7 separate regions of the Mus musculus genome follow, and regions 2, 3, 4, 5, 6 and 7 are each linked to region 1. A link is a contact called in public promoter capture Hi-C data. All regions are on one chromosome and are shown on one strand. The core of a region is the stretch at or near the end of the contact, and the rest is flanking DNA. Distances in the headings are between cores, read along the strand shown. Region 1 holds the start of Cep20 (centrosomal protein 20). Region 2 holds the start of Yars2 (tyrosyl-tRNA synthetase 2 (mitochondrial)). Region 3 holds the start of Spidr (scaffolding protein involved in DNA repair). Region 4 holds the start of Cebpd (CCAAT/enhancer binding protein (C/EBP), delta). Region 5 holds the start of Prkdc (protein kinase, DNA activated, catalytic polypeptide). Region 6 holds the start of Ube2v2 (ubiquitin-conjugating enzyme E2 variant 2). Region 7 holds the start of Ercc4 (excision repair cross-complementing rodent repair deficiency, complementation group 4).

Region 1 (3,737 bases), core at 858-3,357:
GTGAGCCAGCATGTGGTTGCTGGGAATTGAACTCAGGACCTCTGCTCACTCTGGCCCAAAGATTTATTTATTATTATATGTAAGAACACTGTAGCTGTCTTCAGACACTCCAGAAGAGGGTGTCAGATCTCATTATGGATGGTTATGAGCCACAATGTGGTTGCTGGGATTTGAACTCTGGATCTTCAGAAGAGCAGTCAGTGCTCTTAACCACTGAGCCATCTCGCCAGCCTGAAAGGTGGTCTTCTAAGCAGCCTCACCACAGCCTCCCCTCTCCTTGGGAAGCTCCATGGTAAGGGAATCCTACATGACTGACCCAAGCTCCAACTGACCCCAAGAGGGACCAGGCACAGAGAAGTCTTGTCTCTAAAAAGTTGATATAACCTTGGCATTATGAGTGGGCCAGTGTCATGTATATCTACTTGGAAACTTTCTTTTAATTTGTGCCTTTCCCCATTCTCGGCCCTACTCACTCCCAAGATAGAGGCGGAGCCCACTCTGACCCCAGAAGGTTAGGGAAGAAGTGAGGTTAAGAAGGTTAAGGGAAAGTTTGAGATGACGGCTCTGTATCTATTTTTGGTGAGCATGGTGAGAATACTAAGTCACATAATGCTTTGCCTCTGGAATTCCTCATCAGTATATCAATAGTGCTGTTCACCTGTAGAATTGGTTAATCCTTCTAATTTCCTGAGCTACTGACCAAGTATTCAGGCACCATGGTTTTACAAAATAGGAAAGCCTAACTGAGTAAGACCATTCTAAGGCTACAGAACAGGTTTCGAAGGTTACTCAGGTCTTCAAATTTATGCAGCAAGAACTTTATTCACTGAGCCATTCCTCTAAATGGATTTCAAACTTTAAAACTGCTACCCACTTTAAGAAATATCTCAGAAGCCTGATATGGTGATGTACTCCTGTCATTGCAGCACTTGGGAGGCTAAAGAAAGGAGGGCTAATTCAAAGCCACCCTGTGCACTTCAGAAAAAAAACAAAACAAAGCTAATCTTAGGAAGAACATACATCTATCTCCCTGAGGCAAATTTAAAAACAAAACCAAGTTGTGGCAGTATAGGGGCGTTCATCACTTTGAGAATGAGGCAAAAAGAGTGTTTGTTGTTAGTTCAATGTCAGCCTGAGCTACAGAGTGAATGCCCAGATAGCGTGGACTACAAGATGAGACAAAAACAAACAAACACCCAATGATTTCTTTTAAAGTCTATATTTTCTATTTCTTACAGTTTACTTCCTCGAAAATATGCTCACTAGCATCCACTCATAGACTTCCACTATTGGGCTGTCCAGAATTTTAAGGGTCCAGTGTCTTAGACTCCCTGGAGAGTCAACTGCCATTATACTGCCTCACATTTTGAATGTATTATTCCCATGTTTGTTCTTCTTAATCTTTTATCAGCTGTTTCCACAAACAACTCGAGGATTCCAAATGTACTCGGTGTTAACGGTAGTGTAGAGAGCAAGCTTTGAAGAGATGCTGGCCTGGGTTTAGGTTATCACCTGCTCCACCATTTGCCAGTGATCTTCCTTTAGACACTCAACTTCCTCCTCTGTATAACGGGCATCATTGACCTGAGGCGTGTAAAGACTTCCTAGTGTTCACTTTCGAGTGGGTGCCGTGTAAGATGATTTTTAAGGTGGCACTTCTCAGACTAACAGCATCCATCCACAGCATTCTGGAAGTTGACAGAAAAACCAACTCTTGGTCCGTGCCTCAGAAAGACCCAAGGGTGGGTCAGAGCAGTCTGTTCTAACCAGTCTTCCAGGTAATTCTGACGCTGGGTTGTGTCTGGGACTCGGACTGAGCACAAAGCCTGCCAAGGTGCGGGGAGGGGAGGTGAACAATCAGCACCTTGACCTGTAGGACTTGGGCGGCGACAAAAGGCAAAGCAGTTGGGTACAGATTTGGCTCTGGCTCCAAGCTTTTCTGCAGTGTAGCCCGCCTCACACGGTCGCTGATTGGTGGAGTCTCATGTGGCGGCTCGCCAATCACCGGAGCGCAGGCACAGACGCGGTCTAGCAGAGCCATACTCCTATTGGTTGGAGGCCGCGCCGAGAGCCGTGCGTACGCACTGGAGAGGCGTGGCACCAGCAGCCGTTGAAAAATGGCGACTGTTACGGAACTGAAAGCTGGTGAGTGCATTGAGGGGATGCTCGGTTGCGGGAAGCGTCGAACCTTCCGTATATGATAGGGATGGGACAGAAGGAGAGCGCGCGGGACATCGGCTCATCTTTTTCCAGGGTCGTTCTAGGGTGGCAGGGCCCACCAGGGGCGGCCTTTGCGCATGCGCTATGTTAGGGCCAGCCTTTGAGCTGGAGGAAGGGACTGGTATCTGTTGTCCCCTCAGGACCTCTGGGTATCTCTTAGAACCCTACTGAGCAGACAGCGCCCAAAGGCCTGCGTTCCGAGCTGACCACGACAACACCACAGCCACGATTTGGTGACAGACACACTTCCCAATGATTTGCACGGCTAGCCCATCCGGACGACAACGTATGGCTAGGTCCTCCTTGTCCTTTGGCAGAAACCTGAGACAGAGTTGTCCATCCTGGCGGCTCTTCAGGATTTTTCGGAAGAGGTTTTCCAAAATGGTTGGTTGTGTGCAGGGTGCATGCAGGTTCCATCCCCAGGACTACAAAACAAGGAGTAGACATCAATAACGCGTGTATACTGTTAACTCTGAATAGTAATTAGAGTTAACGTTTGAGTTGTAATTGGAGTTAAGGTTCAGTATGTGATTCTATCAGACCCTTAACAACTCATCCAACTTGATTCTGTGTAGCAACGCTATGTCCATTTCATACATGAGAGTTGGAATATTTCATCCACGATAATTTAGATAGAAATCGACTCGTGTGGAAACCCCATAAGGTGCACTGGCTTAATCATGCCATTCTGCTTCCCGTAGAATAAACCTAGTTCTGAGTGTCAAGGAATTCAGAGACTAAGCCAACGGTAATGGAAATCTGGAGAGAACCAAATGGAATAGTTTGGAGACTAAGATGTAGTAACTATTGACTGCATATGTATTGGGGACACTGCTGGTGAGCATTCCAAAAGCAGACATACCTCAGTCCCCAGGAGGGACTTCACATGAGTCAATGAGCTGTTCTGGGGATGGGAGTATACATAGTACATGTATATTGTATAAACTTTTCATAGGATTTCAAGATAAAGTCTATGGAAAAGAAGTTGGGTTAAGACCAATTCCTGAAGGCATTTTTATAATAATAGCATTGTAAGCATAAGACTACAAGTAGCAAAATGATAAAAGAGCCCAGAGGTTATCCCTACAAATTGAGGGGGACCTCCTTATATATGTTCTTCTGCGTTCTCTGGTTCTTGGTATGCTTTGTGTCTGAGAGAAAAGTAATAAAAACTTGTTCCTAATCAGTGATCTTACATTTTCTGGGCTTTTACTGGTCTAAAACCTCTTCCATTTCACCTAGCTCTTTCTCTGAGAAGTAGAGTTCATTACCTCGGAGAAGGCAGCTGAGGCATGGTTTAGGAATCTGCCACCAAGTATGAAGGACATGCTGCGTTTCCCAAATCCAGCTCATTACTTTGCGTTTTCTGCAAAGTTTGAGGCTGTACTGTGTGTACTTCAGAGTAACTGGGACAGGATGCTTGCCAGTAGAAAAGACTCTTTCCCTTAATTTCCAAAGATGGAACTAGAGAACGGGGATTGTGTTATGATCTTAAGATAAAGCTGTCCTTTTATGGA
Region 2 (3,737 bases), core at 613-3,112, 2.0 Mb before region 1:
GTGACATAATAATTTACACCTTAAATAGAATCAATGAAAAAAACCTACAAAGAAAAAGATTCACTAGCTAAAACTGAATCATAACTACATATTAATTTTTCTCAAATGCCTATTAAAGCTTACCTTTCTACGGAATCATCTTGCTGTCTGACAAAGAACTGATAAAGTTCAAACGGTGATGTTTTCTCTCTGTTTAGCCAAACCGCATTGCCAGCAGACTTTCCCAGCTTTGCTCCAGTTGTACTTGTAATTAGAGGTACAGTGATTCCAAACACATCCTCTCCAGTCAACCTACACATACATTCATGGTATTCTGTTAGGCACAATTAGTTCCACCAAGCACAGTACACATTTAAGTCTGGTTACTTACTATATGTTTTTAAAACCCTTTCTCAGTCTGGACTCAGGTCCTCAAGAACCATAAAAACACGCATTTTATATCTACATGTGTCGTGCTTAAGTGCAATTGAGGAATGCACCTGAGCAGGTCAACAGGACTTGATTTTTGAAGGATCAGGTAGAAAAATGACAAAGTTGGGCGAAAGGATACCAGGAGGTACATTTAGAAGGTGGCTTTTAATATTTTTAAATGAGTTTTGTCGTGTAGCACACGAACCAGCCATATAATCTATGTTCCTCAAGAAAACTGTGAGGACTGGAGAGGTGGCTCAGTGGTTCTTCCAGAGATCCTGGGTTCAATTCCCAGCAACCATGTGGGATATAATATAAGAATTTGGTGCCCTCTTCTGGCATGCAGGTGTTACATAGAGATGGAGCACTCATACATAAATAAATCAATCTTTAAAAAAAGAAAACGCTGTGAAAATCTTTATGGAGGCGAAAAGCTAAATTAGTGCACACGGTTCTAAACAGAAGTCCAATTATTTTCAGGATAAATAACAATTTCTAAAGAAACTAAAGGCGACTTAGGGAAAACAGACACAATCCAAATCTTGAATATCGGTCTGCTTCCAGCAGCTCTAACTCCCAGCTCTAACTTACAATCTTCCTAACGAATAACACACTACTTCTGTATACTCGTCCCCGGGTTTCCGTAGGCTCTAACAATTCCAGCTTACTTGTGGATGAACTCGTAGCCAGACATGATGTTGCCCAACTGATCTGATCCGCCCAGTTGGACCCGGCATCCATAGTGCTGGAAAAGGTAGTAGAAGTCATAGGCCTGGAGCACCTGGTAAAAGAACTCCGCCAAGCTCATGCCCTCGGGGCTCTTGAGACGCGACTGCACGCTCAGCCGGCTCAGCAGAGTGCCCATGCGGAAGTGGCCGCCCACCGTGGCCAGGAAATCCACCAGGTGCTGCTCCTGGAACCAGGCCGCGTTGTCCAGCACCGTGAAAGAGCCCCAGGGCCGGCCGTCCGCGAAGAGGCGCGCGTGGTTGGCCGCCAGGGCCTCGAGCCCTCGCCGCAGGGCGTGCGCGTTGGCCCGCACGCACTCGGCGCTCAGCGCCTCGCGCCCCTTGGTCCGGCCGCTGGGGTCCCCCAGGAGGGCCGTGGAGCCTCCCACGAGCGCGATCACGTTGTGGCCGGCTCGCTGGAAGTGGAAGAGCCCCAACAGAGTTAGCAGGTGCCCCACGTGGAGCGAGTCGCCCGTGGGGTCGAAGCCGCAGTACACCGTCTGGGGGGACGAGCCCGCCCTGCGGCGGTCAAAGAGTTCGGGGAGCTCTGTCTTCGTGCCGCTCTCGGGGAAGAACTCCTTGAACAAGCCGCGGGCCCTCGGTGCCACCAGCATTCCCCGCGCGCCCGGGCGCACCGCACGCGACCCTCGTAGCCAGACCAGGGACTGCGGAACGCGGCACAGGCGCCTCAGCATGGGCGCCGCCATCTTGCGGGACACGCAAGGCATGCTGGACCTCTGTCGCCCTGCGACCGCGGGCGCCTCGGTGTCTCTCTACGCATGCTCGGGCGTAGCGGGAGGCCTGTTAGGCTTTGGTGCTGTAGGCAGTCCTGGAATGTGGACCGACTGAGTTCCGTCTTGCGGCCCCCGCTGTTCCTCTATCATTTCATTCCCGTTTTCTCAGTGAGGATGTCGTGATAGTACTTCCTGTCTCACAGCTGTGGTGAAAGCACTTGGCGGTGTAGTAAGCGCTCGACAAATGTTTACTGTCGTTTAAATGATCATGCAAAAGCTGTGATGCTCAAGTCCCATAAGTCTTGGACCTGTAGAAAGAACTCGGAGTGGAGTGGAGACGAAATTTCTTTGTACCAGTTTCCCCAGTTAATGAGAGCCTCGTCACAGTACAGGCAGGCAGGCAGGCGCGCGCACACACACACACACACACACACACACACACACACGTCATTAGTGGGTGTCCTGAAGGTGGCAGTCTCCTCCTAGCAAGAGGAAAGTCAAAACAGGAAAGAACTCCCTGTGTTTAGTATAACAAAAACTGGAGTCATTCAAAGTCATAACATATTAGGTGCTTTTAGGAATCCTCTCACCAGGATGAGGACTCTCATTTGCAATTGTATGGCAGGTGAGCCAGCCCCCAAGTCCCATTGTAGATTCTGACTAATTTTCTTTAAACATTTTAATTAGCGTACACAAATTGTACAAAATAATGAATTTATTCTGACATTTCCATATATGAGTAGACGTGGGCCATACTTTCAAAACTCCCTGATTTATGTGGAGTAGCATTATTGAGAATGTGCCATTTGTGGCCATCACCTACCATTGTGAGAGAAGTAGGGGTTATGGAGGGAGACAGAGAACAATTGAGCCAGGAGTAAGTTGCAGTAGAGGTGTGCTGGCTAGTTTTATGCCAAGTTGACAAAGTTAGAGTCATTGAGGTACTTAAACTGAGAAAATGCCCTCAACCAATGTGGCCTATGAACAAGCCAGTGGTGATCAGTGATTGATGTGGAAGGGACCAGCTCACTGTGGGTGGTGCCTCTTGATAGGTCCTTTCTCCGGTAAAATGAGCCAATTCAAACCAGATTAGATTATAAAGCAGATTTACTGTCCCCCTAGAATTGAGGCCAGGGGGGGTCGCCATGGGGGGGGGGAGAAAGGGCTTGTGGCAGGGGGTGGGGAGAGAGAGAGAGAGAGAGAGAGAGAGAGAGAGAGAGAGAGAGAGAGCAAAATGTGTAGATTGTATAGCAAAGAGCGTCTGAGGGAAGGGCAGCCCATCCCCTGGGCTGGAATGTACAGGGTTGGGGATAGGGTATGCCAGGTAGAGACTTAGGGATGCTGAGAGAACCTGGAAGCCAGATCTGTTTTCATATGTAAAATATGCACCTGAGTCTCTTGTCCCAGGGTCCCAAAAGAAACACCACCCTTGGTGGTCCTGGGTGCTAAAAGAAATCAGGCTGATCAAACAATGTGGAATAAGCCAGTATGTAGCACTCCTTCATGACTTCGGCTTTAGTTCCTTCAGGAGTCTTTCTGACTAGAGTCCTTGCCCTGACTTCCCTGAATGACGAATTATAAGCTGTAAAGTGAAATAAACGCTTTTCTTCCCAGGCCATTGGTCATATTGTTTTATCACGGCAATAGAAAGCTCAGGCCAGACAAGAGTCATTCAGTATCCCAGAGGAAGTCAGGAGCTGAGATTTCCTTCCATAGTCTTCCAAACTGAAACAAGGAGGTAGGCTGTTTCACTTTATTACCGGCTAATCTTTAAATATGGAATGCTCTTGGAGAGAAATCCACACTTTGGGCAAGCCTTTTGACTAAGAGTCATATGCAGAAGACAAACAACACTCACGTTCCTGAA
Region 3 (3,737 bases), core at 415-2,914, 1.8 Mb before region 1:
AGAAGGACTACAAACCAATAGCAAAACCACATATTCTAGAAAGACTAAGAAAACTATTCCAAGAGAAAACTAAACTTGGTGTTTCCTTTCACGTAGCCTAAGACAGCCTTGAATTCACTACTTTTGGGAATTTGGGAAAATTGTAATTCTCTAAAATATCAGCCCATGGGAAAAGAAGGGCAGGATTTTTTTTTTTTTTTGCAACTCGGACTTTAAAAACAAACAAACAACAACAAAACAAATATTATTTTGCCATGTGCGGTAGTGCACAGCAGTAATCTCAGCACTCAGGAGGCAGAGACAGGAAAATCTCTGAGTTGAGGCTAGCCTGGTCTACACTGTAAGTTCTAGGATAGTCAGGGCTAAGTAGTGAGAGACCCTGTCTCAACAAACACAAACAAACAAGCTAACCAGTGGAAGAAACAAACAGAAACCCAAAGCAGACAGAAAACCCCACTGTCTTGTGTTACGTCAGTAAGCCAGTCATTTTGTCCTTTTTTCTCCTATGCTGTAGTCCCCCTTTGCAGAATGGCATATCAAAAACTGCTCCACTTGCAGTAGTATTTTTAATTCATTAAGGGCCTTGTTTCCCACTCTGCCTATCTTTCAGTTAGAGAATAAAGTCACCACCCAGGCTCTAAGCTCCTCTTCTGTACACATCTGTAAATACAACTTTCTGAGAATCCTTTCCATTGTCCACTCCAAGTTTTCAACAATATAGTTTATTTAATATTTTCTTCAATATATATCTTTATAGAATATGCCTCCGCTAATCTAGTTTCTACTTAAGTCCCATGCAAACACATTCTTGACAAGGACTTATTTAGTGTTTTTTTCGACACTAGAAACCCTGTTAATCCAGTTTCCACTCAAGTAGCAGCTCTCTGTCCTGCTGGTTTGAACATACATAGACAACTATGTCCTAGCGCTTTAAAACATCCAAGGAACGGCTTCATCTTCCACATTAAAATGTTCCCTGAACCAGCATCTAGAAATTTAAGAATGTAAGCTCTCTGGCTTTTCCCAGATCTATAGTATGTGAAACCTACTTTATAACAAATCCAACTAGTGTTCCTATAGTTTTTTTTTTTAAATAGGAAATCTTTGCTCTTGATATTTATGAATTTTATATTTAAGAATTCCTCATTAGTTAGAGAAGTACTATTCCTTTTCCTGGCTTACTTATGTTTTATTACTAATTAACAATAATTATTGAATTCTAGTTTACGGCTGCCAAGCCAACGACCACCATATCCCAGAACTCACTTGGCTCACCTCCCACCCTTACTTGTGTTACATCATTTTCCATATAAATAAGGAGAACACCCCCTCCTCGCTCTCTTCTCTTCTCTCTCTGCCACTCCCTTATCTCTCCCTCTCAATAAAACCTCTTCACGTTGAACTGCCTGGGCCTAGTGTGCTTCTTGGTGACCCGCTATTCTAACACATCACTGGTTACTGCTCTAAGGCTTTGCTTAGCTAGGAGAGAGGATGACCTGTAGATCAGCTCTCAGGCTCCCTAAAGAGCGAGAGGAAGAGCCTAGACAGCAGCTCCCTCAGTTTGAGCCCGTGGAACTTGAGACGACGGCTTTCGCAAGGGGCGGGGCGCGGGAAGGGGCGTCTCCGGAGGAAAGGGGGCGGGGCGCGGGAAGGGGCGTCGCCAGAGGGAAGGGGGCGGGGCGCGTGATGGGCGGCTTCCGGATGGGGCGGCGAGCAGGAAGACTGTGCACGTAGGAGATGTCTGGAGCCCGCCGCCCCGGCACGTCCAAGGTACGCTGTGCTGTTGCTATGAAAGCAGAGGGCGGGCGTGTAACCTCTGTGGGCTTCTCGTGCCTGTCCCTGGTCCGGTGAAGGGAGCTGGTGCGCCCAGTCTGACCGGCACGAGCCCGTTGGTGGCGGTCGGTCTAGGCAGGGTTCCCTCGCTCTGCCTCTGCCCAGGTCTGCTGAATGGTCCTGGGAACCAAGCGGGTGGGTGGCTGACAGGGAGGACGAATTGATTCGGAGTGAGTGTGAGCTGGCGTCTGGCAGTTCATTTGCCTCCGTTTTATTTTGTTGCTTAACACACCAAGACAGTAGTGGGTATTGGAGTATCTCTTCTGTCCCAGGCATCTTTTGCTACACTTTGCTTTCCCGCCTAAACTTTCTGAGAGGCGTGCTTCTCCCGTGTCTCCCGCAGTCCCTGTATACTGTAGGCACTGTTGTAGGAACTGTTACATGGATGAAATTTAAGCGATCCTCTACATTTCTCCGACATTGTGTTTCTCTTGGATCATATTTTGCCTTTTCAAAGTTCCTCACTTACAGATGATTATTTCATAATACTCAAAATTTAGAACAGCAAACGGTGCTTCATTCCCTCACCTGCTCTTCCTTTCACTAAATGCTAAACTCCCTTAACACTACCATTCGTACTTATTTCTCAGATAGCCTTGAAAGATGACACTGTGAACTTTGTAACTTATTTAGAGAGTAAAAGCACGTATAACTTATGATTTAAAAGACTAATTTAAATTTCAGGAAGACTAAAAGATGAAAAAATCAAGGAATTAAAACATTTCTACATCTAACATAAATTAGTTCTTGCAGCCCTCGATACCCTTGCTAACTGTATACATTTATTTAAGCGTCCCTAAAGTCCTGATTCACTCTTATAGCTGCTCATTCACTTCTCCTAACTGCCCAGCTCCAAATTTTGACTTTGTGCCTATTCTCAACAACTTTTTTTTTTTTTTTTTTTTCGAGACAAGGTTTCTCTGTGTAGACCAGGCTGGCCTTGAACTCAGAAATCCTCCTGCCTCTGCCTCCCGAGTTCTGGGATTAAAGGCGTGCGCCACCACGCCCGGCTTCTTTTCTTTTCTTTTCTTTTCTTTTCTTTTCTTTTCTTTTCTTTTCTTTTCTTTTCTTTTCTTTTCTTTTCTTTTCTTTCTTTCTTTCTTCTTCTTCTTCTTCTTCTTCTTCTTTTTTTTTTTTTTTTTTTTTTTGGTTTTTTGAGACAGGGTTTCTCTGTATAGCCCTGGCTGACCTGGAACTCACTTTGTAGACCAGGCTGGCCTAGAACTCAAAAATCCGCCTGCCTCTGCCTCCCAAGTGCTGGGATTAAAGGCATGCGCCACCATGCCCGGCGCCTTTTCACAACTTTAAGAGTTTGCCCTGGACTGCGATTTTTAGCTGTCACTACAGCATAAAGAAATTACAGTGTGTTATGAAACCATTTGTTTAGCTTATCAGGGCCCTAGCAATTTTTCCTAACTTAGAAATCTGTTGTTTTTGTTATTTCTTTCTGCCCTCTTCATTTTATTAGTTTCCAATAGCTTTTCTTTTCAGTAGTTGTGTTACTTAACTGTTATGTAAAGATTGTCTCAAAAGTGAAGCAGCTTTCCACAAGTATTGCTATCAGGATTCTGACTGTAGTTTAAGCTTATGGTTGTAGCTTCTCCCAAGACTTCTCCAGAGAAGTCTTCTCCCAAATTCACTGAGGTAGGGGCCAGGGTGGTGGTGGTTGTGGTAAGTTTCAGTTTGTTAGTTCCATAGGATGGCTCACAACTTTGTCAACAGCAAATGAGACAGGATCTCATGTCACACAGGCCGACTCTGAATTACTCATCTTTGATCTACATTTCAATTTCTAGGATTACAAGTAGCATATGCCACCACACCTGACTTTCATTTAATTAATTAACTGGTTGGCTAATTAATTTGCTTTTGGTGGAGGGAGCAGGGCTTATGGCAGGTTATGT
Region 4 (3,737 bases), core at 397-2,896, 1.6 Mb before region 1:
AGTATCTTAGTAGAAAGGCACATAGCTTTGGGGGGGGGGGGGGTTAAGCCCGCAAACATTACAATTACTGGCTTTTGGGGCTGCCCTTTTTATATACTAGGATATTAATTTGTACTGGTACACATTTTTAAATCTACACGTTGTCCCTAGATTGAGGAAAGTAGAGGCAACGAGGAATCAAGTTTCAGACTCCCAGCTCTCTTCCACCCCCTCACCCTTCGGCAACCACCTAAAAGTTAGGCCAACTGTTCTCCGCCCCAGGTCAGCCTACTCTGGGATCACACACATGAATTAGTCATGCTTTCCCGTGTTCCTTCCGCGGGCAATAGAGACCGCGAGGAAACGCGTCCATCTCCTTACCCCGTGTGGGCAACGCACCTGGTCGGGTGGCTCCCAGGTGCTTGCTTTTCCCTGGTGAAGTCTCAGTATGTTGTGTGCGGGAGAGAATGAACATAGGAAGCTGCAGCGATTTAAATGCTTCTTTATTCTTACAAATACTGTAAAAATGAATATAAAAAGCATGCGCAGTCTCTTCCTCTTATCTACAAAAGTCTGTCGGAAATGTCTTTTCTACAAATGTACCTTAGCTGCAATGGTAATAAGACGTAGAAAATGCTACCATTATAAAAAATAATTTAAGGGGAAAGATTAATATAGCTTCTCTCGCAGTCCAGTGCCCAAGCTGCAGCTTCCTGTCGCTCGCAGGTCCCAAAGAAACTAGCGATTCGGGCGGCGTCTGCTCCCCGCTGTCGGGGTCTGAGGTATAGGTCGTTCAGAGTCTCAAAGGCCCACGCCGCGCGTTACCGGCAGTCGGCGCCGGTGGGCGGCAGGAAAGGCGGGCTGGGCAGTTTTTTGAAGAACTGCCGGAGGCCAGCCAGGTCCCGGGTGAGCTGCTCCACGCGCTGATGCAGCTTCTCGTTCTCGGCCGACAACTCCACCAGCTTCTGCTGCATCTCCTGGTTGCGGCGCTTGGCCTTGTCGCGGCTCTTGCGCACAGCGATGTTGTTGCGCTCGCGCCGCTGCCGGTACTCCGGGCTGCCGCGGTCCGGACCCCTCTTGCCCGCGCCCTTTTCTCGGACTGTGCCGGGCGCGAGGCTCGGCCCCGGGCTGCCTCGAGGAGGCTCCGGCGAAGTGGGTGGAGTGGGCTGAGCCGCGGCCGCCAAGCTCACCACTGTCTGCGCGCACACCGCCACTTGCGCCGGCAGCAGGGAGCCCGGCGCGTCGCCGTCGCCCCAGTCGGGTTCGCGCTTGAGCGGCCCCCTAGCGACAGACCCCACACCCGGGGGTCGCGTAGGGCCGCCCTGCAGCAGCTCCAGGCCGCCCGCGCCGGCCGCTTTGTGGTTGCTGTTGAAGAGGTCGGCGAAGAGTTCGTCGTGGCACAGCTCTAGGGTGGGCACGGCGGCCATGGAGTCAATGTAGGCGCTGAAGTCGATGGCGCTCTCGTCGTCGTACATGGCAGGAGTCGTGGAGCCCAGCTCCCCCAGATCCCCTGGCTCGGGCCCTCGGCCGGGCTTGTCCACCCTGCCTGGCTCGTAGAAGGCCGCGGGTTCTGTGGGCCAGGGTGTGCCGCGCACCGGGCTGTCCAGGCTGAAAAGCGCGGCGCTCATGGCGGCGTCGGCCGGACCTGGCGTCCAAGTTGGGCTGTCACCTCGCCGGGCCGGACCGCCGCCTTTTCTAGCCCCAGCTGACGCGCACGCCCCGCCCCGGCCCCAGTGGGTCGGAGACCGGAGCGGGGAGGGACTGGGGTGCTGCTGGGAACGACCCGCCCTCTGCCCGCACTCCTTGCCTTCCCTCCTTCCTGTTTGTGCGGTTTGGACCTACTTAGCCGTCCAAGCCTGGAGCGAAATGAAAATCTGGATTTGGCCCCGACACGCGCAAAGCAGGACGCCTTCAGACATAGCAAAGGCGGAACAGGGATCAAGGCTCCGCAGCTCGAGTCCTGGCACCTCCGCCACGAGACCAGAACTAGTGAACCGTGGTTCGCGGACCCGGGCCTCAGCCTCCGGCGGTCCAGAGTGAGCGCAGCCAGTGGGAGCCTCCTGAAATTCGAACCCTCTCCAGCTACACCTCTCGGAGTGCCCAGGCCCAGCTGCCGTCGAGGTTAGGTTCAGCAACAGAGCCTGATAGACGGACAGATCAACCGGGCTCCCCGCTGACCACAAAGCCAACGGAAGAGTGATGGCCACCCTAACCGCGGTGCGTTTCTCCGCACCTGACAGCGGATCTTGGGTGCTCTGGCATTTCTTCTTGGTTATTAAAGCTGTGCCACCTGGTGGTAGCATAGCATCTTGCTGTTTCTTTTTCTTGCAAATTGTACCCAAAAGGGATATTATTCTGAAATTGTGGCTTGCTGAGAGAAAGCTAAGATTTACATCAGTACTCACAAAGAGGTGTTAAGTTGCCAGCTCTTCAAAATTCGTGAAAAGATGAAGAGAAATTTCAACCCCAGCTACTCAAACCTGATAGGCTAGGTGGGTAGTTGAACCCCAGGAGTTCAAGTGCCTGATGGCCTGTCTCAAGCAAAAGTCAAGAAAATCATCTGTCCAAATTCAGATGTGTCCCTCATATCCCTCCCCTAATTCATTCCGATTCACCAGGTGTTCTGACAACAAACATCAGCTGATTTACACAGAGCAGCCTAGCTCCTACCTTCAGTTCCTGAGGAAAATCCTAATGAGGGGCTGTGGAATATTTAATGGCTTTTTTTGGAAAAAAAAGGTAAACACAGCCTTGGAATTTCATAATGATCAGTGATGTTTATAAATGGCATATGATGTTGCTATTGTAACTAATTGCCTCTGGGGTTAAAGCCAGCGCACATGTGATATGCATGCACAGGAAAACCCTAGGAGACGTTCGTGGTTCTTAGCCCTGGATGCCATAGAAGCATGATTAGAGAACACGTGTTTATCCCTCAGAGAGACCACATTCCGAGGCTGTTTTCAGTGAGACAACATGCTTGTTTTGATACCTGGGTCCACTCACTACGTTTATGAAAAGTTGTGTTTACAAGACAGCGGGGCCAATTAGAATGTCTCAGAAGGACAGGCTACCGTGGCCACTATTGGGCCGCACCTGAAAGCTCTGTGTATTCAGAAACCCGCCAACCAGTGCGTACTTTTCAATTTTCCAGAAATGGAGAAAGGCAACATGACAGAACAACAAAGCATGAATATAGTGTGACATTTGAGAGCTGTTAAAGTTTAGCCCCTGTGACAGTCATTTGTGATCCTTTCATGACTGTTCCCACACACTGTGCCAATCTCAAGGACCTTTCCTAGCACCGTGGGTGGCAACAAAATGACTTAACCATGTAGGCCTAAAAGCAGCCACCAATAGAGAAAGTGTTCAAGCTCAACATAAAAATTAAACTAATTATATAAAATAATTTCCTAAACTATAAATTGAGTTAATCTATAATTTTATAGATGAAATGTACTCAAGATGAATGTGAACACTTCCCATGCCTTATTCCTGTGAGAAATACATCATTTTTAGCTCTTCTCAGCACACCTGCCAAAAGCCTTCTGGCTAGAATCCTTGAGACCCTCTCCTTGTCCTCAGCAATGTCACATATGGAACATATTGGAGGTTCCAATGACACCCAGTCTATGTGGACATTCTGGAAACCTTGGTATTTAAAAGTTCAGGAGCCTAGCAGTGTTGATATGTCTTAGAGTCACAGAGCACTGTCAGACTTGGAAGATCAGTCTGGTCACACCAACCAATCTCCCTGA
Region 5 (3,737 bases), core at 403-2,902, 1.3 Mb before region 1:
ACTGATGGGGGCTAGATGTCCTGACAGCTAAATAAGGTGGTCTTTGCCTGTTCCTTCAAGAAAAATGCTGTTTCTACATCAACCAATCCAGGACAGTGAGAAATAAAACCCAGGAGCTACAGTCAGACATAGAGAACTTCAGGGACCGTGAGGCCTCCAGTTCTGGGATTTTTGAAAATCCTATATGGAAGTGGATGCTCCCTTTCATTTTTTGTTTTTGTCTTTTGTTGTTGTTTTGGGTTTTTTGTTTTTATTTTTTGAGACAGGGTTTCTCTGTGTAGCCCTGGCTGTCCTGGAACTCACTTTGTAGACCAGGCTGGCCTTGAACTCAGAAATCCGCCTGCCTCTGCCTCCCGAGTGCTGGGATAAGCACCTTTCCTAGTCATCTTCCTGGTGTTATTTGCTCCCTGCCTCATTAATCTTGTTTCTACATTCCTTCAATGAGAAATACAAAAAATTCCTAACCAAATATTAATCAGCTCCTGTTACAGTATTGCCAGCTGCTGCCCACAGAAGAGCTGCTGTCCACAGAGGAACCTGATGTGAACGTTTACCAAGTCGATCCCGATGGTGAAAACCAGCTACCCCCCAAAATTGACACCCTAGACAACAGGAAGCAGCTTAAGAGACACAACACCCTTGCTCCCTTTTCACCATGGCTTTCCCCTCCCTTTTTCTTTCCTTCTCTTTATTATAACAAGGGAGGTATGTTGGCATCAGGACCTCCCAAACCTATGACATCACATAGGCGACAGCAAGGCCAGCAGACCTGTTGCCAAGACATCAGGCACCATATTCCCAGAATATCCACTTGGCTCACCTCCCACCTTTACCTGTGTTGTCATTTTCCATATAAATAAAGGGAATGTCCCTCCCTCTCTCACTCTCTCTCTCTCTGCGCCTTCTCTTTCTGCCACCCCCTCCAAACCTCTTACACGTGGAACTGTTTTTGGCCCAGTGTGCTGTGTTCAGATTCGAGCCTCTATTTTAACACATCAATTACTAAATGGTTAAAAAGAGCAAGGCACGTGTGGTACCTCACATCTATAACCCCAGTATTTGAAGGCTTGTTCTACATACATAGTAAATTCCAGACTATCTTGGGCTATAGCCCAAGATAGGAAATACCTAACCTAAAAAATAAAAATGTCTACAGAATTGCATGACTTTCATTAATTTTTGCAATTATTCTGAAAACATGGTGCAACGAAAAAAGGATTTTTGTCAAGGTCCTATTGAGTTCAAGCGAGTTTATTCTGGAAGAAAATACTTCCATCTTGCACTCTCATCCAACTTTGGATAAAAATGACTACCAAACTTGGTGGTCATTTTCCAACACCTGTTTTAAAGCATCTTCCTCAGATACTAGGAAGAGAGCAGTATACACATCTACCAATTCCATAAACTTTACGGGACGTTGACTACACGCACCACGGAGAGAAACGCTGAGCCCTGCGTCTAGGGACCTTACCCACCCTGCACTGCAGAGCTAGTGCTCAGCACGCACTCCTGCCCCAGACTACGAATCAGCTGGTAACTGGCCCCGGCAGCACTGCAGCGGTCTGCTGCGGACAGGAACTCCTGCAGCTGCAGTAGCCAACACCGTACGCCGGTTCCCTCCTCCGCCATCACGCCGGCACCGCTTCGCGCATGCGCGTCTCAGCACTCTAGCCAGCTCTTCCCTGAAGGCCCAGCCGGAACTGCTCCCTTATACTCTCGCGGGGGTGGGGGGGTGAAGACGCGCACCGGCCTGCAGATCTGTAGCGTTTAACATGTACACATCGGAATGCAAAGGGACAGAACCAGTCTAACCATGCGGAGATATCACAGATTGGTGTTTGCACTCGGGACAACGCAAATGTAAACACACAAGGGAGTTGTGCCGGCCCCGGGTTTCCCGCCAAAACGCAATCCCGCTGCAGGCTGGCCCATCCAAGGCGAGGGGCGTGCAAGTGAATCTAGGCTGTAATTCCTAGGTAGCGGTCGAGAACTCCCCCTCCGGCTTGCAGTGGCGCCTTCCGGAGGCGGAGCTACACGCCTTTGCCGCTGTGATTGGCCGGAAACCTTTTCTCAGAGTTCACTTACGGCGCTTTCCGGAGGCGGAGCTACGCGCGCTTGCCTCTTTGATTGGCCAGGCGTCTTCGGTCGCTGTGACGACAGAGCGGCTGGCGGGAATCGCTTCACCCTGCGGGCCCAGGAACGTTCTCCTGGGTGGCGCAGAACCCTGACTCGCCGTTTTGTGCGCGTTTGCAACTAACCCGGATCCGAGGTACGAGAGGTCCCGGAGCGGGACAACTGAGAGCCAGATTTCTTTTGTCGCGCAGCAACCACAGCACCATGTCGTCCCCGGCATCCACCCCGAGCCGCCGCAGCAGCCGACGCGGACGAGTCACCCCAACCCAGTCCCGTGAGTTCCCTCCTTCATCTGCCCCCTTTCCGCCTCGTGTCTCTTCCCGCAGCACTGTGGAAAGTCCTGAGTCCTTCGAGCCTGGTGTGTGGTTGACAGGCCTTGAGCATATAGTAGCCTCTGTCACCCACATACTGGGCTCTCGTCTCCAGGCAGTCTGGCGTGGTCAGTTCAGTTGACCCACCTTTTCCTACACCTTGTCCCTCTGTTCCAGTTTGAGGGTTTTGGGGGGGGGGTGTTCTTGTTTAAGTAATATGACTACCCTAAGGCACTTCCTGGAAGACTAAGCTTGAGCGTTGATCGTCTTTTTTGTTTTGTATGACGGAAGTTCGAAGTGAGGAAAGCAGGTCGTCACCCAATCGGAGACGTAGAGGCGAAGATTCTTCCACCGGAGAGCTACTGCCAATGCCCACCTCACCAGGAGCCGACCTGCAGAGCCCACCTGCACAGAATGCCTTGTTTTCCAGCCCTCCTCAGATGCATTCTTTAGGTGGGTCAGCCGTCGGTTTTGCTGGTTTACCAGTTGCTATTATTCTGTGTGTACTGATAGATTCTTCACTGAAACACCTGAGGAGAGAAGCAGAGTTGGTACATTTTAGGACCTAGTGAGCAAAGAAAGCATACTTTATAGTAGAACTACAATTGGGGTATGAAAGATTGCAGTAAAGTATTCTGTTTAAATTGTCAAACAGCATTCCGGAATTGGGATTTGATGTGCTTATGGGGATTTCATGGTAAAGCTAAATATCTTGTCTTTATAGCTATTCCTTTGGACTTTGATGTTAGTTCACCATTGACATATGGCACTCCCAGCTCGCGAGTGGAAGGAACCCCAAGAAGTGGGGTGAGAGGCACACCTGTAAGGCAGAGGCCAGATCTGGGCTCAGCACGAAAGGGTTTGCAGGTGGATCTGCAGTCTGATGGCGTGAGTACAAAGCAGATCTCTGATGGTGTTACCTTGAGAGCATAAAGTAGGTCATCCCATTAACATGTTTCTATCCTCGCTTTCTCAATAGGCAGCAGCAGAAGACATCGTACCAAGTGAACAGTCTCTAGGCCAAAAGCTTGTGATTTGGGGAACAGATGTGAATGTGGCAACATGTAAAGAGAATTTTCAGGTAAGCTTATGTACACTAAAACTCAGTCTGAGACTTCGGGTGAAAGTATAACCTATGTGTGAATAGCCATGGTGCATAATAGCAGGTTGTTAGTGGTCTAGATTTTATTCCAGAAAAGGGATATGCCATGCGGAAAATGGTGATATACTTTTTTTTTCCTTAGTTCTTGGTATTTCAAGATGGTTTTTCTATGTTCCCCTGGCTATCCTGGA
Region 6 (3,737 bases), core at 383-2,882, 1.3 Mb before region 1:
GGACCTTCGGAAGAGCAGTCGGGTGCTCTTACCCACTGAGCCATCTCACCAGCCCCCAACTGAATTTTTTTCATGTTCAGTTGCATAAGTATGTGATGTCTTCAGCAATATAGTCTTACAGTTAGGTTGTCAAGGATAACCAATAGCATTGTGAGTAGCCTATAATATTTGCTTGTGTGTGGTATTTATTGAACCTGACTTTGGATATTTTAAAGAGACTTAGAGGGTTGGAATTTTTAAAGACTGGGAATTCTAAAGTTGTACTGTATTTAATATTTTAGTATTTATGACATCTTGGGCACAAACAAGAAAGGAATATTAACAATGATGCACTTGGAATGGACTTGTATTAGATAATCTTTGTTGTGAACTTGACACAAATGGAAAGAGGAAATCTCAATTTAAGACTTGCCTTAGTCAGAATAACCTGTGGGCATGTCTGAAAAGAAAAACCTGGGGGAACTTTCTTAGTCACTAATTGTTGTAGGAGAATCCAGTTGGGTATGGGTATACCATCTTTAGGTACATGGGCTTACTCCTCCAAATAAGGTAGGTGAACGTAAGATAGAAATGTAAAGGTCCATGATTCACCGAAGAATGACACCTGGGACTCAAATAGTATGTATACTCAGAGAGTGCTTTATTTTGCAGAAGTCCAGCGTGTTGGAGTCTCCCATTGCCAAAACAGAGAGACAACTAAGTGAGTGTGCATGCTTGCTTTAAAGCACATTGGAATTCTGGGGAAGATGAGTTTTATCTTACTCTATCTCTAGGCATCCTAGAACCATTATCGGGCATGAAGGCTGGAGCCTGGGTTTTTTTCTATTAGTAATTGACTTGCCTGGGCTTGCCTGGACTTTCCCAGTTCTTAGGCCCAGTCTCCTTAACTGTCAATTTGAAGTCTGTCATGGAGTCAGCCTAGCCTTCTCAGAAGCAAGGTGGTAAGCTGCTTTTCTCCATCCCTTTTTGCTTCACGGTTTTGCTTGAGTTTCTTCTGTGGCTTTCTTTACTGATGGACTTTTGGTTCTGGTGTCATCAGAGCAAAACTACAGCCTAAACGTAGCCTGCACTAACACAGCCCAACCTTTTGGAATAGTTTTTTTTTTTTTTCCCCAACACAATTGTGAATTCCCATGTTTTACCTTGATTATTAATAACAGGTTTGGTGTGATGTAACTTTGTTTTTCGAGACAGGGTTTCTCTTTATAGCTCTGGCTGTCCTGGAACTCACTTTGTAGACCAGGCTGGCCTCGAACTCAGAAATCCGCCTGCCTCTGCCTCCCGAGTGCTGGGATTAAAGGCGTGCGCCACCACGCCCGGCTCGTGATGTAACTGTTAGCGTTTGTTTAGACATTATTTCAATATTTAATAAGAGGAGTCATAGGGAAAATTTCCCTTGGACACACTGACACTATTGGAGATCTCAGATCTTTTAAAGACTTTTTAAGCTCATGCTGCCTTAGTCTCCCAACCCAGTTTTATGTGTGTGTTTTGATTAGGACAACCGATGAACCAACAGTTCCAGAGACCATCAGGGGCAAAGCTTGCCAGGAACAGGAACCTGATACAGTCCCCACTATCCCCACTATCGGTCCCTCTATGACGGAGAGCAACGCGCTGCCGGAAGTGACGTTGACGCCCTGCGTGCGGTGGTGCGTCTGGTAGCAGGAGAAGATGGCGGTCTCCACAGGTCGGTTCCTAGCCGGGTCTGCCGCGCTCCCGCTGCTTTCTGTCCGGCGGGCCGCGCGGGACTGCGGGTGCGCAGTGCGGAGGGCCCCGCGAGGGGCAGGGGGTGGGGCGGGCGGTAGGGAGGTCGGGACGCGCGTGTCAGAGCTCGCGGTGACGGGGAGCCTGCGCGCCCACCGCCCGCGGCGGCCCTGCGGGAGGACCGGCAGATCTGGGCGCCGCAGCGGAGCCGAGGGTGGAGTGCGCTGGAGCGGCCCGCGGTGGCGGTGGCATTGCCCATCAACGGGGCTACGGCGGAGAGGCATCCTGGATGGAGCCGGGGATCTAGGCTGGGAGTCCACCAGACAGACACGTGCGGGAGGATAGGACTAACCGGAGGGTGGCTGCTGTCTGGAATAAGAGGGCGACGATTTTACTTAGGTGGCCGAATGCGTGTTCTTCTTCTTCTTCTTCTTCTTTTTTTTTTTCAATTAAGTGAAAAACTACAGTACACTGAGCCAGACGAAAGCTAATTGCAGGACAGTTGGTACCTTAGATAGGTGTTCTACTCTTGTCTACAATGTTCGGTTGCCTTTGAGCAGAAACTTGAAATTTAAATGCCAACAGGGTTTAGAAATTTGGTGACAAAAAAAATTAAAACAGTTTAAAAGTGTTGAGTTTTAGCATTTAAAAATGATGATTCATAAGATTTATTTTTTTTTCTAGTTCTTATTGAATCTAGGTTGTAGAAATGGAAGAGGTTGAGTGCATGTTGTGATTGTTAACATTTCAAGGTAATGCCTTCATATACATTTTTCATATTGTTTAAATCTTACCTTTATGTGTATGAGTGCCATAGACAATAAAATCTTTAGCAGTTCTACCTCTGGAAAATACATCAGTGGTCAGATCAGAGCTGTCCAAGACCAAAGCTCATTTTAAAAGTGATCTTTTAATGTTATAACCCTTAATCTCTTTACTTCTTATTTGAAATATATGTGCTTATTAGTGCCATGTTTTTTAAAGAGTTGTGCTCACTACCTTAAAATTAAACTAATAAAATGGTGTATTGTAATATGAAAAATGTCAATTTGTGATTGCATTTGTTCTTTTTAAAAATATTTATTATATATATATGAGTACACTGTAGCTGTCTTCAGACACACTAGAAGAGGGCATTGGGTTCCATTACAGATGGCTGTGAGCCACCTTGTGATTGCTGGGGATTGAACTCAGGACCTCTGGGAGAGCAACCAGTGTTCTTAGCAGCTGAGCCATCTCTCCAGTCAGCATTTGTTTTTTGGAACATATTTAACACTACTCATATGAAAGAATGTTAAGTATTTTGAAAAGAGCAGTAATTAGATAAAATGAGTGGTCCATACTTTTTATCAAACTTTGGTTTTTGGCAATTGAATGTGTACTCTAAGCGTTGGATTATTTGCCCATGTATTGCATATTAGATATCTGTATCCTGTTTGTTATTTTCACTGGTTTTAGACCAAGGAAATGGGAACTTTGGTATAATTAAAATACATCTTAGAAAATGGAGCTTATTTATTTATTTTTGAGTCAGTGTCCCATGTAGCCAGGCTGACCTTGAACTCTAACTGGAAAAAGTTTGGAGGATAATAATTCAAATTAGATTGAGAATTCCTTCTTAGAAAATTGAGAAACCAAAGAAGTAAAAAGTTACACATAACTTTACAGGAACAGAAGCAAGAGTATAATCCAGCATTCTCTCCATCATGACTAACTTAATTTGGAGTATTCCTCAAAGGATGAGTTTTTTTCTGTTTTAGTCTCGACACTGACTCTCATACATTCCTTCTTAGATAAATTTTTCTTTACATTCTTGGTTCCTTCTCAGATGGAAGTGTCTGAAGTTTCCTCCTTCCTTTCCCCAAGTCAAGAGGCTTTCATAGAATTTAGCTTAAGCATTACTCAAGGCAAAAGATGTTTATTAATATTTAGTATCTGTGAGTAAAGATTTCATTTGATTCATTTACTGCAATTTACTGTGTAAAAAAGGAAGTTCTGTGTGTTTTGTGGTAGTGCATTCCTATAATCCC
Region 7 (3,737 bases), core at 446-2,945, 1.2 Mb after region 1:
ACTCTTCCGAAGATCCTGAGTTCAAATCCCAGCAACCACATGGTGGCTCACAACCATCCATAATGAGATCTGACTCCCTCTTCTGGAATGTCTGAAGACAGCTACAATGTACTTACATATAATAAATAAATAAATTATTAAAAAAAATCTTTAAAAAAAGTTTTCTACTACCTAGAAACTACTTCCAGCCAAAGTCGGGTTTTGAGACAAGGGATTCCTCTCTGCAGACAACACTTTAGACTGTTAGATCAGTATTGATACTTCCTAGAGAGATGCCAGAATGTCCATAGGTCCAATGGCCCATTAGTCTCTCAGTCTAATGCCACTTTTCTGGGCATCTTACATTGCACAAAGTACCATGCCAAGCACTGTAGATTCCTGGGGAATCCAACAGGGCCTCAGCCTTTAAAGGAGTTGTTAGTGACTCTTCTCAGCTGACATTTTCTTCCTGGCCACTACACCTAGGGGATCATCAGATTCATCATGCTAGGCTATGTCCACATCTCTCAACATCCGCAGCAAGGCATGTCTCATTCCACTGTCCTCAGGATCACCTGTTCTCTGTAACCCAGATTGATCGCTCCCTTAGCTTTAACTTCTGCACCCCCACCCCCATTTCCCTAATCCCTCTTCTTTTGTTAAGTCTCAAGGTCTCCTTTTCTACTAGAAAGTAATAACTCTCAGAGACCCTATCATCCTCGTCATTGTCCTTTTAGGGACCACACTCTGTCCTCCAAACACCCTTATATCCAACTTCAAACTCAAACACTATTCCTACCCAGATTCTGATACCGTCTCTCCTTTGCAGTGCAATTCAATCCACTACTCTACCTCAATGTGTAGCCTACTCGCCCCTCTCCTTTTCAGTGTTAAGGAGTGTGTGGGACCCGTATTCTCAGTGTCCTCAAACTGTGTCTGGGCCCTGTATTCAATGCTCTCCCATGTCAATAGAGGAACCCAAGACTTTCTTGGGATGCATTCTATACTTGGCAGTCATCCCGCAGTGTCAGAGTCCAGGATCTCCTTCCAGGACCCTCACTCAATGCCCTCCCTTGTCGTGGCAGCCACTTCAATTTCCCTGGGGTTCCCTTCCCTCCTTCGCAGCGACTTGGAACTGTGTAGGTGCCCCGCATCTCCCCCCTGGGATCTTAATTCATTCCCTTTCGTGCCCTGTTTAAGATCTGCATGGGCTCGGAGTCCCTGCAACCGTACAGCTCCGCGTTCCTACCGCGCCGATCTCGCATCGGATGTCCCCCAAACCCTTGGGTCTACCCATCCCGCAGTCGCACCTCCTCGGCCGGCTGCGTGTTGAGCACCAGCACCAGGCAGGCCGGGTGGCAGTGAAGCCGCAGGAAATGGTAGAGGAGCCGGTCGGTGCCGAGTCCGCGGGCACACACCACCAGCCCGTCGCTGTCGAGCAGTTCCAGCACCTGCTGCCTCTCGTACTCCAACAGCGGCGCCATACTCCGCCGTTCGCCCGACAGGCCTGGCTCCATGGGCGCCCTTCCGGGACCGCGGCCGCACGCTGACGGAAAGAGCCGAGTCCAGCCGAACGCTGGCCGAACGCAGGGAGAGACGCCAGGGCCGAAGGAGCGCAGAACAGATGTAACTGCAATGGCCGACTGAGAGAGGCCGGATGTAGCCGAAGGGAGCCGAGTTCAAGAGAGCCAACCGATTGTAGCCGAAAAGGAATCGAGGCGGGGACAAGTGTGGCCGGAATGTGCCCGAGCCCAGGGCAGGTCTACCCGAACTCAGCCGAGAGGCGCAGAAAGCGTTAGCGCGCGTGCGCGCGCGTGTGTTTAGGTTCCCCATCCTTTGGCTCTCTAGACCTAGGCATAAACTAACAAAATGCAAACAGAGAAGTCTAATCCGCGTAATCCTCCAATACCGACAGTTCAGAATGTTGCTGTCAGTATTCCAAGTGCATCCAGAATCGACATCGTTTTCCTAGTGTGAGGGTTTTGTCTCTACTTTTGCAAGTATTCCTCCCCCTCCCCGCCTTGAAAATTTTTAATAAGCACAATACCTTATGAGTTTCAGTCTCTTGTTTGCAAAGGTCTTGAACTCAGTAAGTTATTTTACAAAGCCTCCATCAGGTGCCAGTTGCAGCCGCGTTCCTTCCACTAGAGGGACATCTTGGGTCGTGTTTGTAACTACCTAAAAAAACCTCCAGGTAAGCAATCTAGGAGGCATTCTCTCTCAGAATTCTCCATTCCCCTTTATTTTCAGCCCATACGAAATACAAATGAAGGCAAAATAGGATTGTTCCATTACTCAGGAATAACCATGGTTAACAACATACTTTTGCGTGCCCCCTACCCTCTGCCGCTGCTCAGTTTGTGCGGCTGCTTGCCTGCTTAATTATATGAAATAATAAACAACCAAGATTCGAAACCAGATTTTTGGTTTCTCCAGGTGGGACAGGCTATCTCACTTGTTGAAGTAAATTCAAGGCCAGCCTGAGCTAGAGATGGAGACCTCCAGCACAAATATAAAGGGTGTTAGGATGTAACTTAGTGGTAGATCCTGAGTTCCGTCACAAATTTTCCCTAAATCTCTGTCCTTTATGTGGCTGGGTTTTCTGTAATGTGGAGGCATATACTTGTCTAGTTACTGGAGAACGTTTAGTTGGCTCCCACTCCTCCCACCAGCACGCAACATAGCATTTCACTAGCTTAGTTCATACAGAAGTTCACTCAAACCCTCAAGGTACGTTTCTCGAATGGACGATTAGTGGGAGAAAAAGGACACATTTATTTGAGTTTGCTCGACCTTCATTACATTGCCTTCCCGTTTACCAATCTCCCTTCACATCAGCCGCTGCAAGTGGATTTGTTTTCTCTCTCTCCTCTGCTTCTTCCAGCGTTTTCCTTCTGTCTAGTCACAGTTAAAAGAGCATCTAATAATTTCTGCATCTTCCTGAAGTGGACAGAGATGCCTGCAGACGCTTTCCGCGCAGCATGTCTGGGAGCCAGGAGATAATGCCTGCAGTTCAACAAGCCGGTTATATAATCAGGCAAGGCCACAGAGCTGGATGGTATGTTTCTTAGCGTTGGTTCAGGGTACAGTAAGTAGTTACTCAGCACACATTCAGAGGTGGGTGTGTGGGTGTGTGGGTGATTCCTCCCAGGTTGTGGCAGGCAGAATAATGCAACCCAAAGATTGAATTCCCAGAACCTATTATTTTTCATGGCAAAGGAGACTTCACAGATGTCATTGAGCTAAACTCTTGAGATGGAGAAATGATATTGACTTATCCAGGTATGCCCAATATAATCATAAAGATGTGCTTAGGGGCAAAGGAGAGGCAGGGGACTTAGCTTCAAAGGGGACTGTGAAGGAGAAACTAAGGTCAGAATGAGGTAGAAAGTGCCAGGAACAGAGCGTTGAGGAGCTGAGGAACTCCTGCGTTCTCCCTTGGGAAGCCAAGACGTATCCCAGCCACCCCCAACAACCCACTGTTGGGGGACGTTGCATTTTTGTTATTTTAAACCTCTGTGTTTATGGTGCTTTGTTGCAGCAATAATGGGAAAGGGATGTACACGCTTTTCTTATTTTGACCACACTGAACTTTGAAGATGAAGTTCTCCGCTTATCCAAACAAACAAACAAGCAAGCAAATGAATAAAACTGCAGATAGGACCGTTCGAGGGAGAGGTTATTTTAGAAGGTCAAGGTTTATTGAAAATTCAGGCGTATACAGAGTGACAGGGGTGTAGCTCAGCGGAGGAAGCGCT

The links. Promoter capture Hi-C pulls out the DNA fragments that hold promoters and counts their contacts.
Region 2: a contact with region 1 is called in a promoter capture Hi-C map of pre-B cells, with 5 times the contacts expected there. The contact joins the promoter of Yars2 here to the promoter of Cep20 in region 1. A contact is called at or near these places in 9 of 39 promoter capture datasets (the 3T3-L1 cell line, 3T3-L1-derived adipocytes, the C10 cell line and 6 more), 1 of 115 datasets of contacts at active chromatin or transcription factors (large pre-B cells) and 2 of 9 other capture datasets (adipose tissue and pancreatic islet).
Region 3: a promoter capture Hi-C map of pre-B cells shows a contact between it and region 1, with 4 times the contacts expected there. The contact joins the promoter of Spidr here to the promoter of Cep20 in region 1. A contact is called at or near these places in 7 of 39 promoter capture datasets (the 3T3-L1 cell line, the C10 cell line, cranial neural crest and 3 more) and 1 of 115 datasets of contacts at active chromatin or transcription factors (astrocytes).
Region 4: a contact with region 1 is called in a promoter capture Hi-C map of liver, with 4 times the contacts expected there. The contact joins the promoter of Cebpd here to the promoter of Cep20 in region 1. A contact is called at or near these places in 7 of 39 promoter capture datasets (the 3T3-L1 cell line, cranial neural crest, hippocampal neurons and 3 more) and 1 of 115 datasets of contacts at active chromatin or transcription factors (astrocytes).
Region 5: a promoter capture Hi-C map of pre-B cells shows a contact between it and region 1, with 5 times the contacts expected there. The contact joins the promoter of Prkdc here to the promoter of Cep20 in region 1. A contact is called at or near these places in 7 of 39 promoter capture datasets (the C10 cell line, cranial neural crest, embryonic stem cells and 4 more), 2 of 484 Hi-C or Micro-C datasets (CD4 T cells and uterus), 5 of 115 datasets of contacts at active chromatin or transcription factors (astrocytes, embryonic forebrain, embryonic stem cells and 1 more) and 2 of 9 other capture datasets (adipose tissue and liver).
Region 6: a promoter capture Hi-C map of pre-B cells shows a contact between it and region 1, with 4 times the contacts expected there. The contact joins the promoter of Ube2v2 here to the promoter of Cep20 in region 1. A contact is called at or near these places in 8 of 39 promoter capture datasets (the C10 cell line, cranial neural crest, hematopoietic stem and progenitor cells and 4 more), 1 of 484 Hi-C or Micro-C datasets (CD4 T cells) and 2 of 115 datasets of contacts at active chromatin or transcription factors (embryonic stem cells and extraembryonic endoderm stem cells).
Region 7: a contact with region 1 is called in a promoter capture Hi-C map of pre-B cells, with 4 times the contacts expected there. The contact joins the promoter of Ercc4 here to the promoter of Cep20 in region 1. A contact is called at or near these places in 4 of 39 promoter capture datasets (the C10 cell line, embryonic stem cells, liver and 1 more), 2 of 484 Hi-C or Micro-C datasets (both in CD4 T cells), 1 of 115 datasets of contacts at active chromatin or transcription factors (thymic regulatory T cells) and 2 of 9 other capture datasets (embryonic stem cells and liver).

Annotation. Positions count from the first base shown.
Region 1 is chr16:14,315,702-14,319,438 of GRCm38.p6, reverse strand. Cep20 (centrosomal protein 20) reads left to right here and starts at 2,107. Exons shown (of 5, transcript NM_025345.2): 1 at 2,107-2,145. The coding sequence starts at 2,118.
Region 2 is chr16:16,301,090-16,304,826 of GRCm38.p6, reverse strand. It overlaps Yars2 (tyrosyl-tRNA synthetase 2 (mitochondrial)), which reads right to left and starts at 1,862. Exons shown (of 5, transcript NM_198246.2): 1 at 1,080-1,862; 2 at 124-291. The coding sequence starts at 1,843.
Region 3 is chr16:16,144,778-16,148,514 of GRCm38.p6, reverse strand. Spidr (scaffolding protein involved in DNA repair) reads left to right here and starts at 1,664. Exons shown (of 20, transcript NM_146068.4): 1 at 1,664-1,770. The coding sequence starts at 1,738.
Region 4 is chr16:15,885,195-15,888,931 of GRCm38.p6, reverse strand. Cebpd (CCAAT/enhancer binding protein (C/EBP), delta) reads right to left here and starts at 1,646. Exons shown (of 1, transcript NM_007679.4): 1 at 1-1,646. The coding sequence starts at 1,607. The coding sequence ends at 801.
Region 5 is chr16:15,635,781-15,639,517 of GRCm38.p6, reverse strand. It overlaps Prkdc (protein kinase, DNA activated, catalytic polypeptide), which reads right to left and starts at 1,652. Exons shown (of 86, transcript NM_011159.2): 1 at 1,476-1,652. The coding sequence starts at 1,629. It overlaps Mcm4 (minichromosome maintenance complex component 4), which reads left to right and starts at 2,118. Exons shown (of 16, transcript NM_008565.3): 1 at 2,118-2,407; 2 at 2,736-2,897; 3 at 3,169-3,332; 4 at 3,424-3,525. The coding sequence starts at 2,338.
Region 6 is chr16:15,592,413-15,596,149 of GRCm38.p6, reverse strand. It overlaps Ube2v2 (ubiquitin-conjugating enzyme E2 variant 2), which reads left to right and starts at 1,632. Exons shown (of 4, transcript NM_023585.4): 1 at 1,632-1,690. The coding sequence starts at 1,675.
Region 7 is chr16:13,107,694-13,111,430 of GRCm38.p6, reverse strand. It overlaps Ercc4 (excision repair cross-complementing rodent repair deficiency, complementation group 4), which reads right to left and starts at 1,695. Exons shown (of 11, transcript NM_015769.2): 1 at 1,290-1,695. The coding sequence starts at 1,496.